2 separate regions of the Mus musculus genome follow, and region 1 is linked to region 2. Evidence: chromatin contacts called from public HiChIP or PLAC-seq data. All regions are on one chromosome and are shown on one strand. The core of a region is the stretch at or near the end of the contact, and the rest is flanking DNA. Distances in the headings are between cores, read along the strand shown. Region 1 overlaps Sox6 (SRY (sex determining region Y)-box 6). Region 2 has its middle 17 kb from the start of Gm45999.

What was found. HiChIP or PLAC-seq counts read pairs in DNA pulled down with a chosen protein or histone mark.
Region 1: an H3K27ac HiChIP or PLAC-seq map of stem cell-derived neural progenitor cells shows a contact between it and region 2, with 2.5 times the contacts expected there. The contact joins two enhancer-like sites.

What each region holds. Positions count from the first base shown.
Region 1 is chr7:115,727,290-115,734,303 of GRCm38.p6, reverse strand. All of the region lies in intron 4 of Sox6 (SRY (sex determining region Y)-box 6), which reads left to right. Among named protein-coding and RNA genes, the nearest start is that of Gm51455, 230 kb to the right of the region's middle. Within about 2 kb of position 4,018, at least 12 of the 459 cell types and tissues checked have an H3K27ac peak or open chromatin away from gene starts, as enhancers often do. A contact at or near this core is called in stem cell-derived neural progenitor cells, where this site is marked.
Region 2 is chr7:115,377,751-115,384,455 of GRCm38.p6, reverse strand. No RefSeq gene overlaps it. Among named protein-coding and RNA genes, the nearest start is that of Gm45999, 17 kb to the left of the region's middle. Within about 2 kb of position 3,310, at least 23 of the 459 cell types and tissues checked have an H3K27ac peak or open chromatin away from gene starts, as enhancers often do. A contact at or near this core is called in stem cell-derived neural progenitor cells, where this site is marked.

The DNA of each region.
Region 1 (7,014 bases), core at 2,769-5,268, 350 kb before region 2:
ACTGACAGCTTGCAATTATGTTATGATGAATGGTTCTGATGTGTGTTCAAGAGAAAACCACTTTCTAGAGAGTGAAAGTCATACATACGGTTCCTATAAAATCAGCTCAAATAAAGTATGGTAACTCTCTATTTTGTTTAGCATTTTGGTGGGCTAACCAATTTGAGCATTCCTCTTTCCACAGAAGTCTCTGTTTTTGATAAAACAAGGATGCAATCCAATTTTTTTTTTGTGGGTGGAAATAAATTTGATACCTTTTTTTGGCACCAGAAATACTTTATCTGCATTTTTGACAAAGCTGACATGTCCAAGGAAATCTTTACCTCTCACATAAACTCTTAAAAATATATATATGTTCTGTGGTGTACCTATAAGACTTTTGAGTCAAGCATTCAAAAAGAAGTTGCCTCTTCGGACCAACTAACTTTTTAATAAGTTCTGCTGTTTGTATTTCATTGAAGTTACTGTGATCAAATGATGTGGGGAGGCTGGCTTTCTGGGTCATTCTTATCTAATCTGATTTAAGTCAGATCAGACTCTAGTTTACAGTGTAGATTTTTCTAGAGTTAATATACTTATTGGTATAGAATTTTACTACTCAATGATAAGACTATACTATTTAAAATGTCTTGATTAAACTAGCTGTTATTTTCCCCATATATTGACAAAAAGTTGACAGGTTTCCCAAAATTAAGTCAAATAAAAATATTAAATTAAGTTGAGGTGGAGTTTTTAAAAAATACTTAAATTAAGTGGTTAAATTTGTTGCTTATTTTGAAAAAGTTAAGTTTCAGTTTGATTCTCTGAGAAGCTCAAAACACAATATTCTTGAAGCTAAGAAGGAATCTCTGTTAAGAAAATTAAAAAGCAACATAAAAATGATGAAATTTCAGTAAGTGCTTTACCATGTAAGAGAAGGTAGCACAATAGTTAAAATCTTCACAAAGTCAGACTACAACTAAGGCTTAAACACTGAAATTTCCAAAGGTCAGGGAAAAAAAAAGAAAGAGGGATAATTCATTTATCCCAAATTTCCTAAAACGGATTGCATTATCTTACTTCAGAGAAGCTAGTTAGGATTGTATAGATCTGATGCAATCTCAAAGAAAATTCTTAAGAATTTAAATATTTCAGCTTTGCAGTAGCCAGCTTTTGTCCTTTGAACTTGTTTTTCTCCAAGTCTCTTTGTGTGGATTAAGGTGTGCCATCTCTAGTATTGCAGGAGTGACCTTCCATTGTAACTGAAATTAATTCTTCCACAATGAAAGGAGGGGCATGTCGCAACTGTAGCAATCTGATTCCAGAATCCTACATTGCATCATCCATAGAGCAAATGGGTGAGAAGTTCTGTAAGCTTGGCTTTAGCTGGGAGCTGCCTTCTTTCCCTCCTGCTACTCACTAATCACTCACCATTCACACTTGGTCCTATGCCTAAGTGCAGCAGTGTGCAACCTTAGATCACTAGGACTTTTCTGTCTAGGTTTCCATCTTTGGAGGTCTCTGATTTTCCCTTTCCTGTTAATTCTAAACCTGTATTTTAGGCACGGTTGTTCATCTGTTAAAATGTTATCATTTAGGTCTTGATAAAGTTGTTTGTCATTCTTATGTTTATCCAGGCTCCAATGGATGACTATTATTTTTATTTTCTAGCCTGTCTCTTCTTCTCTCACCTCCTTCTTCAATGTTTCTCCCCCTCTTCCTTTCCCTCATGTCTCTCCCTCTTCCTGTCCCCCCTCTTTTCATCTCCTTTGTTTTCCTCTCCAACCTCTCCAACATTGAAACTCCGAGGCCTCAGATCCTCAGATCTCCTTGTTTGATTTTGTCTTTACCTGGAAGAGGAACATTCAACAATCCCTTTGCAGGTGCGAGTTAAGGCCTGCTGCAAAGCTTGGCATCTGAGCTCCAAGCTCTGAGTAATAGCTTCTAGCATATAGTTTTGATCAGATGGGGTGTGCAGTTGTGGGGGAAAGTAGATTGTATTATTTTGAGTTGTACCGTAGGTCATAATTATTAGTGTTTATAGGATACACTCATTAGGCAATTATATCTTGTTGTGAATTCGAAACATATTTGTTTGTAACTTGAAAGCTTTCTGGTAGGTAATAATTAGATCCCATTTGGGATATTTTATTTAAATGAAAAGTACTTGGAATAAACTGCACATTTTCTTTCTTAAAACATTATTTTCCAATCCTCTGGCATTTTGGAAACAATCTAGCATAAGCAGTAGAAGGCACAGAGATATCTGTCCTGGTTAGTGCCTAAGGTTAGGTGCCTAAATGTTTAATTGGATTTGGGAAATTTTCTGGACCACCTGTAATTAATTCTTTCACTGATACTTTGTTGTTTTTGTGATACTTATCAGATAAGTTCATAATGCCAGATACACTGTTTAATGTGATTTTAGCAAGCATGATCTCTGTGTGTGCCCTAATCAAGACCACAAAGTTAAAAATTAGCAGAACTGGATATTCCAAAGCACATGTAGTCCTCGAAAACCCAGTGTGAACCACTCTGTGCTCTGTAGTAAGCTGTACTGGGAAGTGCAGGAAAACCTGACTGCTGAGGGAGTTTTCAGCCCCTCTCCCAGCTGGAAGGACAGGAAAAGAAGTGCCCTGGCTTCTTTTCCCCCACACCTGATCCAGCCAGTGTTGGATCCTTTGAAGCAGTCACAGGTTGGGGGTGTTTGGAAGGTAGATAGTCTACAAAGAAGACTTATCTTTTATTAAGTACTTGTGGGAGAAGTACTTAAGCCATGTGCTTTCCCCCACTTTGTAACTTCTCTGCTTATTTATGCCTTTTTTTTTCTTTTTGTTTTTGTTTTCTAGACAGGGTCTCACTACATAGCTCTGGATGTCTTGGAACTCATCCTCTAGACCAAGCTGGCCTCAAACTCACAGAGATCTACCTGTCTCTGTCTTCTGAGCACTGGGATTAAAGGCTTAGGTCACAATAAGCATGTCTGAGTATTTCTAAGAGGAGCTTAGTCACCTAGTTTCTCAGTCAATTTGGGTTGCTTTCTATCACAAAATACCATAGACCGGATGGCTTGAACAATCGAAATGGGTTTCTTGTAGTTCCAGAGTCTAAGAAGTCCAAGATTCCTAGTGAGGGCTTTTCCTGCTGGCAGGTGTTCATATTCTCCTGGATCTTCACATAGCAAAGGGTGAGAGGCATAGGAGTGAGGGGAGAAGAAAGCTCACGGGCGTCTCTTCTTTTACAACACTCATCCCATTTTGAGAGCCCTGTCTTTAGGATCTCATTTTCACGTGACTACTCCTGGAATATGCTCTGAGTTCCATGAATCTGGTTGTCAGGGCTTCAATGTGTACAGTTTGGGGACATAATTCAGTTCTAGTACATAGTCCTCCCAGACCTTAGGTGCTCAGCCCTAGGGCATGGGTGTCTGGTGACCATAGTATTTACTTCTGTTTCCTCCTGGAGCATGTGTGATGACAGATATAACAACTGTTTATCTCTTAGATAAAACCTTTTTACCATGCAGTTATGGTGTATAAGAGGTTTAGTGTTTCTTGAATGTACCTTCATTTAATTTGTGCAGCACTTGAGGAAACTGTGGCTTAGCCATACTTCACATGGCACAATTAAGTGATAAAACTTGTGTTTTGGGAATGTGTTAGACTACAAGCATGAATAACCAAAACAGAGAAAGCAAGCTGTATAAAATTTCCAGCACACTGTAGCTCAGAGTATCAGTAACAGCAGCAATACAGGAGGCAGGCAAGAGGCAGGCTGAGGGGAGTCAGAGGGAGGACCTGCTGGATGAATAAGAGCATAAGAACAAATAAACCGTTAAAAACAAATGGGTATTTAGCTCTTTTGCATAACAAGCATTCTGGAGAGGTGAGATGCTGGTGTTAGTGCAGGAGGCTAGAATTTAGGGACATGGTCCTGCATACCTACAAATCTTACAGCTTTCCCTTAGCCACAGTAGGCCCATAGTCTGGGAGTGGGGACAGAAAGTAGTGCATAGATGAATGAGTCCACATGTTCCCTTTCTTTGCAGGGGGAGGGTAGAGTGACTCAAAACAAGGGAGACTGTTCAATAGTCCCATTGCAGATGTCTTCCCATGTCTCGTCTAGAATTAGGTTATATGGCCGATTACCGCAGCTGCGAAGGAGACAAAAGCAAATGGCTTGTTTGTCCAGCTTTTCCAGTAGAGGCGGTGGAGAAGGAAAAGGGTTATGAACGGGCTAAAAGTGTCTTACAGGAAAGAGATCCCAGGTTTAGTCCTTTGATTTCATTTGCTTTCTAACTCTCGAGCTTTGCTGAAGCAGGTATTACATACCTTTAAAAAATATGAGCAGTCATATTTTAGTATATTTTCACAAAGAATTTTGGTACATTTATAGAAAATAGCAGGAACACACTTGATTAACCTTAGCGAGGGCCTGACTCGGACCAGGTTCAAATGTTTCTTTCACACATTAGAACTCTATCATCCAGAAAGTTTCTGGACTTCTCTATAGCATAACGCATATCAGGTGTAGTCAAATGTGATCATGTAAGGATTTAACAGCTGTAAATAATTGTTTACACGATGAGTAGAAAGAAAAATTTCAGAGTCCAAGATTTGTGAAGTACAGCATGAATCCCTTTGTATTTATCACAGTTTGAAGGACAAGATCAATGATGATTCTGACTCTATTCTGAGCCAAGTTTAGACAGTACATGAAGCAAGATTTAAAGAGTAGGCTGTTTTTTAAAGAAGACAGAAGCCATTTCTGGGTTCTTTGTAGTTACTACCTGTCTCGAACTCTTTCCTATCTCTGGCTGGGTGGGCTTTAACACCCCCTCACTATGGTCACTCTTGCTTCCTCTCCACTTGTTGGACTGACACTTTGTGTAAGTGATCCGAGGTGATAGGAGGAGAAAGAGATTTGATTAAACATTTGATTGAAATAACTCATAACAAGATGTTAATGACCAATTGGTTCATTAACTCCTTAAAGGAAGTGGTAATTTTGTTCTGAGATGAGCTTGTATATTGCAAAGAATCCATAGTTTGGGTAACATATAAAAGAGGATTTAAGAAAGTGTGTTATAAGGTAATCTTGATCATGCAAAAATAGAAAATGTTATAATAAACTCATATGTATCTTTACTTAGGTTCTAAACATTTCAAGATTTTGCCATTCTATATTTATTTTAGCATTTATTTCCTCTTTCTCATAAAATAATGGGGAGATTTTAAAGAGTAAGCCTTAGCCTGCAATCCTCAGCCCAGATCATGCATACACCATTGTGCTCTCCTAGGCCAGGTGCTCATTTGTTTCTAGGAGCTGGAAGCCTCATGCATGCGCTATAGGCAAGAGGTAACTCAGCAGAGACTCAGCTATGATCTAGGGTTAACTGTGTAAAAATACTTGAGGACAAAAGCATAGCTGTGGGCTTTGTGTTAGCTTTCTAGGGATTAGCTTTAGGTTGGGGCAACATGAGGAATTGTAGCCCTTTAAATCTTAAATTTTTAATTTATTTTTAACAAGTTAAAAAACTACAAAGGGAAATAGTCAATTGTTTTCATACCAATCAGAATTAAACATATTTGCTTTAGTTTATTTTGATAAGAAAAATAAGTATAATTTACTAAGCCAGGCAGTGGTGGCGCATGCCTTTAATCCCAGCACTTGGGAGGCAGAGGCAGGTGGATTTCTGAGTTCAAGGCCAGCCAGGGTTATACAGAGAAACCCTGTCTCAAAAAACAACAACAACAACAACAAAAAAAAAAAACAAATAAAAAAACCATATGTATTGTTTGAAGTAAAAATTCAACATGAAAAAGTTTGAAAATAGAAGAGTCAGAGCTGCCACTTAGGAACTGACATTAATACTAGGCATATACGATTTGTATGTGATTACAAAAGTAGAAGATTAGTATGGAATGATAGTCAGTGGGTAAGACAGAAAGACATGTGAATACTGGTCATAGTGTGGAACGTTTGTGAACCCAATGTCTTTCTGTTATGCTAATAGAAAAGAAAGTGAACTGGAGGTTGCTAAATTCTAAATAACTATTTTATTTCAACCACCAGATAAGATATTCGATCAAAGATTTCCCTTTAGCTTTAAAACCATTATGAACAATTTGGAGGTGTTTTTGACAGCTAGCTGGCTTTCCTGCTACTTTCTCCGCTGTGCTTGTGTGTGCTCTGTTACTGCTCTCCCAATTCTGCTCCCCTCTCTTCTCATTAGCCTGTTGGTGGACAGTGGCCCTAAGCCCTACGAAAGGAGAATTAATTGCTCTTAATTCAGGCAGTCAAAGAAAGGGAAGCAAAGTCAGAAGAAAGGAGATGCATTCAGAGGAGCAGGAAAGGGTACTGGAGTCATGTACCTATGGGGACAGCTGAGTGACCCCAAGCAATGGCGGAAAGGCTGTCAGCGTCATCACTGGCAGAGCAGTAACGGCCCAGTCCTGTATGCCCCAGCATGCACAGATCAGGGTCCACCATTCCTTGAGGTGGACATTCTTGGGACCCCTCTCCACATTTACTGTGTAGACCTGGAATGGCCATGTTTAGAAGCCAAAAGGGCTTGTTGGCCTTCTCTCAGTCCCCCACTGGCTTGCTTGTATGCTTTAGTTTGGGCTGAAGATGGAAAGGCCACCAAAGTTCACTTGATTGCATTCCAGATGTGTGATGAGCAGTGGTAGAGCTTAACATTTTACTGACTCATGACTTTTGACATGTTATGTATGTTTAGTTATTTTATTCTGCTTATTTGTGTGCTCTTGGTGAGATAAAAACAAAACAAAACAAGCCATTGGTTTTTTTAATTAGTAAATGCAGTAGCAAAATGTGTGGCCTAGTATTTCTTAAATATTTATATTAATTCTTTGAGAGAGCCCTACATGTTTTGGTCACATTTACCTCTAACTCTTTTCTCTTTCCTCTCCTAGTAAACCTTCCTTCTCTGCCCCCTAACTTCCTGTCCGTTTTCCTTTCTTCTAAAAAAAGAACATATTGACTCCAATTTGTACTGACTTTACACTTCTG
Region 2 (6,705 bases), core at 2,061-4,560:
TGGAGTTCAATTTCATAAATACTCAGGTAACCAGTGAAAATGACAGAGCCTGAAGATCAGTTGAAGTGGCAGGCCTAGGTAGGTAGGTAGGTAGGTAGGTGGGTAGGTAGGTTGGTAGGTTGGTAGGTTGGTAGGTAAATAGGGAGTGAAAAACTGGCAGACCCAGGTAGTCAGTGAAAATGGCAGGCTCCGTAGTATGTTATGGTAACAAGAGTAGAGATGATTCTCAAGCCCTCATGTTAGTGTCACCCAGTCTTTTGTGAGACAAATGAGAAGGCAGCTGTGTAGGACATAGACCTTGCTTGCTTCCAGTGTCTAGAAGTGGCAGAACCAGTGTGAGTATTCGAACCAAGGTCTTTCTTACTGATTCTGGATCCTCTGCTCTCAGACATCACTGTTTCCAGAACAGCGTCTTAAGACTTTCACTGAGAGGAATGAGGGAGTCCCCTGGCAGCTGGACCAATAGGCTTCAACAGATCTCCAGAGAAGAGTAGGGTAGATGAGTGTGGGAATAAGAAATTGCTGTGGTGTTGAGAGGAGGTGCAAATAAAGTAATGAAATAGAGGAAGGAAAAGATGAAAGAAAATAAAGAGAACATTAGATAGAGCAAAACAACACTTCCTCTGACCACCTAGGTATTCTATTTTGGCTTATTACCTACCTAGGCCTGACATTTTTACTACCTACCTCCTACCTACCCACCCATCTACCTACTACATACTTATCTACATATCTACCTTCTACCTACCTACCTAGGCCTGCAGTTTTAACTGACCCTCAGTCTCTGACAGCTTCACTGTCATTAGGGGATTAGCATTGCCTAGAGCAGGTGATACTTGCAATGTGACCAGGGACTATGCAAAGACTGCATTCTTGTGCTCTTATCAGAAGACCTGGCGTTCAGGATGATCCTTGATTTGTGAATGAATTCAAGTGGACAGCTTTAAAATTACTAGAACTGGACTTTGTTTTATTTTACAGTTTAGAAATATCAACCTGGGTTGGAATGAAAACATCAACCTGTTGTCGCCAAATTTTAAAAAAATTGGCTGTCCAGAAAAAAATCTTAGCATGAGAAAGAGTTCTTCTAGCTCCCTTCCACAGGAACCCTAACTTCTGGCAGGCTGTGCCTGGAGCCCTTTTGGTGTTCTATTTCTGCTAATCCTTGCTAAGAAGAAACTAGTGAGCTGGAGGTTAGCTGATGGGGCCTCAAGGTGTAACCTTTCCCAGGAATATTTGCATGTTAATAGGGGATCCAGGGAACCCAGGACAGCTTCCAGGTCTCAAATGAAAGAAGTCCTAAAGGTGGACAGGGGAGCAAGTTGGGCCCCAGGGGCCCTGCTGTGTGGGCCACCAGGATTCTTCCCCTGTGGATTGTGCTACTCTGGGCATCTCTCCAGTTGCTTTTGTACAGAAGCGGTTTAGAGCAGAACAAAGCAATTGTGTTTACCCCTAGGCAAGAACTCTATTGCCAGGGCCCTGAGAGCGGTGTCCAACTTAGAATCTGGGCCCAGTAGACCTTGCTTAGTTCCTGTTAGTGAGATGAATGAAAAAAAAAATCCCTACCCTGGCCATATCTTTAACCCTAACTCCCAGTCCTTTAAACCCAGGGCTTGGACCAAAGATTTGGGCAACTTCTTGCTAAAGATATGAGCGTTTCTACCGTTTGCCTGTTATTTTTCTTTCTCATAACCAAAAGACCTCAAAGTGTGTGCTGAGTTGCAGGATCTCAATGGCTAGATTTGGTGTTTGTCCTTGAACTCTGGATAAAGAACCTCCTTTCTAACTCAGACCAGGCTGGAGAAAGTAAAAACCCAATTCGGACACACTGCTTCTATACAGTGGACCACGAGGACAAGAGTACTTTTCTGTTTGGCTGAATTCATCAAAAATGTCCAAACCCCACACCGAACATTCATCACTAATTAAATCCTAGCACCATAATTCAGAGAAAACAATTACGGCATTTAGAATTTTTAAAGGAACTATTACTGCTGCCTTGGCCCTTTTAAAAATTATGTTCCCCAAAGGACAAAATGTAATCCATTAATATGTATGTATTATTACTTTTTTTTTTTTTTTTGTAACGGGAAGACTGCTGATGCCTGTGAATGTAGAGGCATTTATCGGTCGCCGACAGCCCGCTCCGTTGACTTGCGGTTTTAAGCGCAGTATTTTTTAGAATCTAAAAGGCTATAACATTAATTACCTTTTTGCCTTCTTCTGGTTTGCTTGCTAGTTTTCTGCGAGGAGATCCTCTTCATCCTCCCCTCCCCTCCATCCCCAGCCAACTGGTGACTGGTTAGGCACTGAAAGGCTTGGTCAGACTTGGGAGGAGCCAAACTGTTTTTGGGAAGATCTCTGGTGATTCATTGCATGGGCAATCTCTCCCAGTTCACGCTTGGTGCCAAGGAATCTGTCCTCACCTCTTTTTTTTTTTTTTTTTTTTTTTCAGTTGTGGGCCCCTTGTATCTGCTGGGTCTTGTGGCAGTCCTTGGGCACAAGACATTTTGATTTTTCAAGCCCAGTCAGTAATTTTTCCATGTCAAGTATCTCCAGCGGAAATGGGGTCTGATTATTTTCTTCCTCTTTTACTTTGTTCTCTGGATCCATATCGCTATTTTGTCTTCATAATTTAATGGAGCAATTGGGAGGTTAGTTAACCTGAGTTTGGCAATGGGGACTTAGTCCATGAAGAGGTATTGTGTGGTGGACCTATGTGTAGGTATGCACACGCATGTGTGGGAGTGTGAACATGCAAGGCCTATACACACACATAGGTGTATAAGTCACTATGCATATATAAAAACACAACATTTCCGTCCTGCTCTCTGGAGGATCAGACTATTGTCACATGCATTTGGCATTCATTATCTCCGAGCTCCCGGCGCCTCTTGGCCCATGCCCTGGCTGGCAGCAATGTGGTTTATAGAGATCGTATGGCAGAGAAACAGACCTTGAGAGACACAGCTCTGAGAAACACAGTTTACGAATTTCCTATGATTTGAGTCTGGGTTTATTCTTCCCTGTGGTGGGCAGGCACCCCAGAGCACACACAGCCCTGTCGCCTGGGAACCCAGGAGGAGTGGAGACTGTGACAATAAGCACACTGTTGTTTTTTTTTTTCTTTCTTTCTTTTTCTTCTTCTTCTTCTTTTTTTTCTTTACACGTCTCAGATTGCATTTCCTATCTGGGGGGTGGGGAGGTGGGGAAGAAAAGAAAAGAAAAGGGAGCCTTGTAAAGGATCCAGAATCTGGGCAGGAAACCACACAGAGTGAAGGTTGCCATTGTCATTAGCAATTAATGTAACCACCAGGGCTGGAGGGAGAAAGTCCTGCCAAGGCTAGAGAGGGCAAGGAGTGGGGCCTGCTCACCCCTACTTGTCAGCCATAGTTGGTTGGTCGGAGGAATGAATAAGACACCTCCCCAACACTCCTAAGAGACAGGTTCCAATATTAACATTTAAAAGGTTTATTTTCAAGTGAGGTATATAGGACACAATATGTTATGTCTCTGCCACATACTTTTATTCTCTGTGGCTCCAAGTCCCACTCCTTAGTTCCCTTGGGAGTTGATTTTTTTTCCCTCCTAAGTGAGTCTGTTGAGATACTACCTCTTAAGAAGCATTTATTGAGTGCCCTCTGTGTGCCAAGTTCTTGGGGTGCTGGGCACAAGGCTGAGGGTAATCTGTAACAGATGTTGAGAACCAGGCATAAGGCTTAATGACTTCTGTTGCTCCCTCAATCTGGCCCCGAGTTTTCTCCTTAACCCATTTTACAGGTGGCATTGTTGACCCCCAGAGAGAACAATGATCTCTGCTCCAGATCACGTGATCAATAATAACCAGATCTATGCTCCTAATCCTGACTTAATTTCTTCAGAAGCCTGTAACCTGGAGAGAATCCTGATAACTTACCTTACAGCTAAATGGCAAAGGGCTGTGGGCTTCAGTGAGGGTTATTTGGCAGTCTAGAGAAGAGACACTCTAGGCAAGGCAAGTGCTCACAAGTTAGCTTCCTGGAGGAAACAAGTCACATCTCTCATGTCCTCTTCATGGACATGAAGTTGTTTTGACCAAAGTAAGCAGACTGGAATGGAACACAGCTTTTGTGAAACTAGCTTACTCCTCTCTGTGTCTCTCTCTGTCTCTGTCTGTTTCTGTCTCTCTCTCTCTCTCTGCCTCTGTTTCTCTGACTCTGTCTCTCTGTCTCTGTCTCTGTCTCTCTCTCTGTGTGTTTTCTGCACACTCATCCTTGTCACTGAAGTTCTTATGTCACTAACTGAAGCCCCTGCAGGGGTGACAGGAGCCAAGGCTGCCAACATTTCTTCTACATTTTGGGTGCACTCAATTCCCTCTCCTATTTTTCTCCATACCACACCCTTCTGGGGTCTCTTCTCATCATTTCCCCCTTCTCCACCCACCCACAGAACTTTTTCTTTTTGGTAGTTTAAAAAATGCCACTTTTCATTAATGTGACCAAAATGTCATCAAGTCATTTAATACTCTTTAATGTCCTTGTATCGTTTACATTTTGTGAACAGCATGGAAATGAATCCCATCTGTGAGTTCAGGGACATCAAAAAAGTTGGACAGGCTATTTAGACTTGCTACTTCACATTGCATTAGCGTGTACAATGTCAGGGGGCCGAGCCAAGTACAGCCCAGCCAGGGCCTCCTCTGCCCCTTCCCGGGGCCCAGGACTGACAGATCACTTACTTCGGGAACCCGCAGTCAATCACAGATACAGGGTTGGAAAGGTTCCCAGAGGCCCCAGGAAAAGTGTGAAGCCTAAATAAAAAAATGAGAAATGATTCAGAAAAACACAATCTCGATGTCTCCCAAGTCTCTCCACCCCTTTATCAGTGGGTTGAGAAGCTCGGCTCTACTGCCCTCCTCAGAAGGAACTGACTTCCCTGTATCCCTCAGGCCGGTCTCTTCTGAGCCTCTTCATTTCCTACGGAAAGGAGCATTGGGGCTATGATTGAGGATATGTAAGGAAACTGTTACAAGTCTCACTTCACTTGAGGACATCAAGTTTAGGGGTAGCAAAGCACATAAAGAAGGATTGTTGGGGCCCCCCAAAGGGTCTCCAAGCCTAAATGTAATTTGGTGACTTGAGGATCCTGCTGCTAGGGTGGGTACTCTGTGAAATGTGATGGCTCTGGGGCCACCACATGTGAGCTACCCTTTGGTCTCCTCTCCTTTCCTGAATATAGTACTCAGTGCTCACTTTTCCAAATGGGGGTGTTGCTAATTACATCAGCCAAAGTAAATGACCTGTTGGATGCAAGGATCATGGACTGCCATCTGATTGCACTGAGTGTCCATGAGCATACCTGTGTTAAAGTTTCCCTGTCGCTCTGCCACTGGCCCACTCATGTCTTTTCCCTCGGTGATACTAGATGGAGAGCCCCTGACCTATTCAGCAGCTAGAAGGTCAGCTCAGCTCAGCCATTTCCTGGCACGAACCAAGGCAGTAGTGTGAGGAAAGTGCCTTGAGTCCAAGTCTGAGACCTTACTTCTCTGGAAATAAAAAATGTGGTGTTTTGCTTCAATAAGTAGTTGGGGGCCTTCAGAGCAGGTGATTGGCCAATCACTAACAGTGAGAAGATTATTCTTGCTTCTGGGACTGTGGAAGAATAGACTTTGTTCTGTTCTGTTTCGTTTTGCTTGCCAGTCATATAAGCCCCTCCCAATTTGCACATTTGTCTATGAGTGTGTTAAAATGCTTTGATTGCAAACATAAAGAAAATCAAGTAACCTTCCACGTTTCCTTACTGGGTCTTTAGACCAAGAGCATCCTGCTTAAACTCATCAGTTTGACAAACATTCCCTCAGCAAGGCTGTTGCTTTCTACGTTCTTTCAAGGTAATATGAGTGTCTAAAAGCTATTTCTGCAAAGACAACAGAACAGCATCAATGGGAAGTTAGGTCTGGGCCCTGAGAGACCTGTGAGTCTGCCACTGCCTCGATTCTTCACAATGCCACCACTGAGAAGGACACCATGCTTTAAGACTGGCAGATCTAGTGCTATGATCTGACTGGGCTAAATGCTTAGAGCCTTCCTTTACCCCCCCTACCTCCACCAGAACTTTCTAGGCTCTCACTGCTGTTGACTATGGGAACAGTTATGATGGTAAAGAGTATAGAGCCAGGGGCCATATGACAGGACAGGACTTTGAACTCAGAGTCTATTGTTTGTTTACTCTGGATAAATTACCCAAGGCTCATACCTGTACCCATATCAAACAGTTCCTATAAGGATGAGTTGAGTTAACATGTGTTAGGTACCAGTTGTCCAGTGCCTGACATAAGCAAGTTCCCTGTATCAGTTGATTGGTTGCATTCTTTTGATGATTTACTATCTCACTCATTTCATACTGGTTTGCTGAGGGCAAGTTAAACACAATTTCTATTGCCACAGTTACCCTTAAGCAGTACCAGTACTTGGGAGACCCTCCTTAATTGTTGAATTTTTCTGAAGTAAAATCAAGATCTTAATCAAATTTTAAGGTGCTAGGCAATATTTTTTTGGTATTATAATTCCTGGTTCTACAGGAGTTTATTGGCTATGATACCCCTGGGGTTTTCTTAAGTCTGATGCTCTTGCTGGGGGTGATGAGACTTTGATTATCCTTTGTCTAGTGTGCCCATGACTATCTCATCATCAATGTTCTCTAGGCTTGGTTCTTACTTTCCTGGCT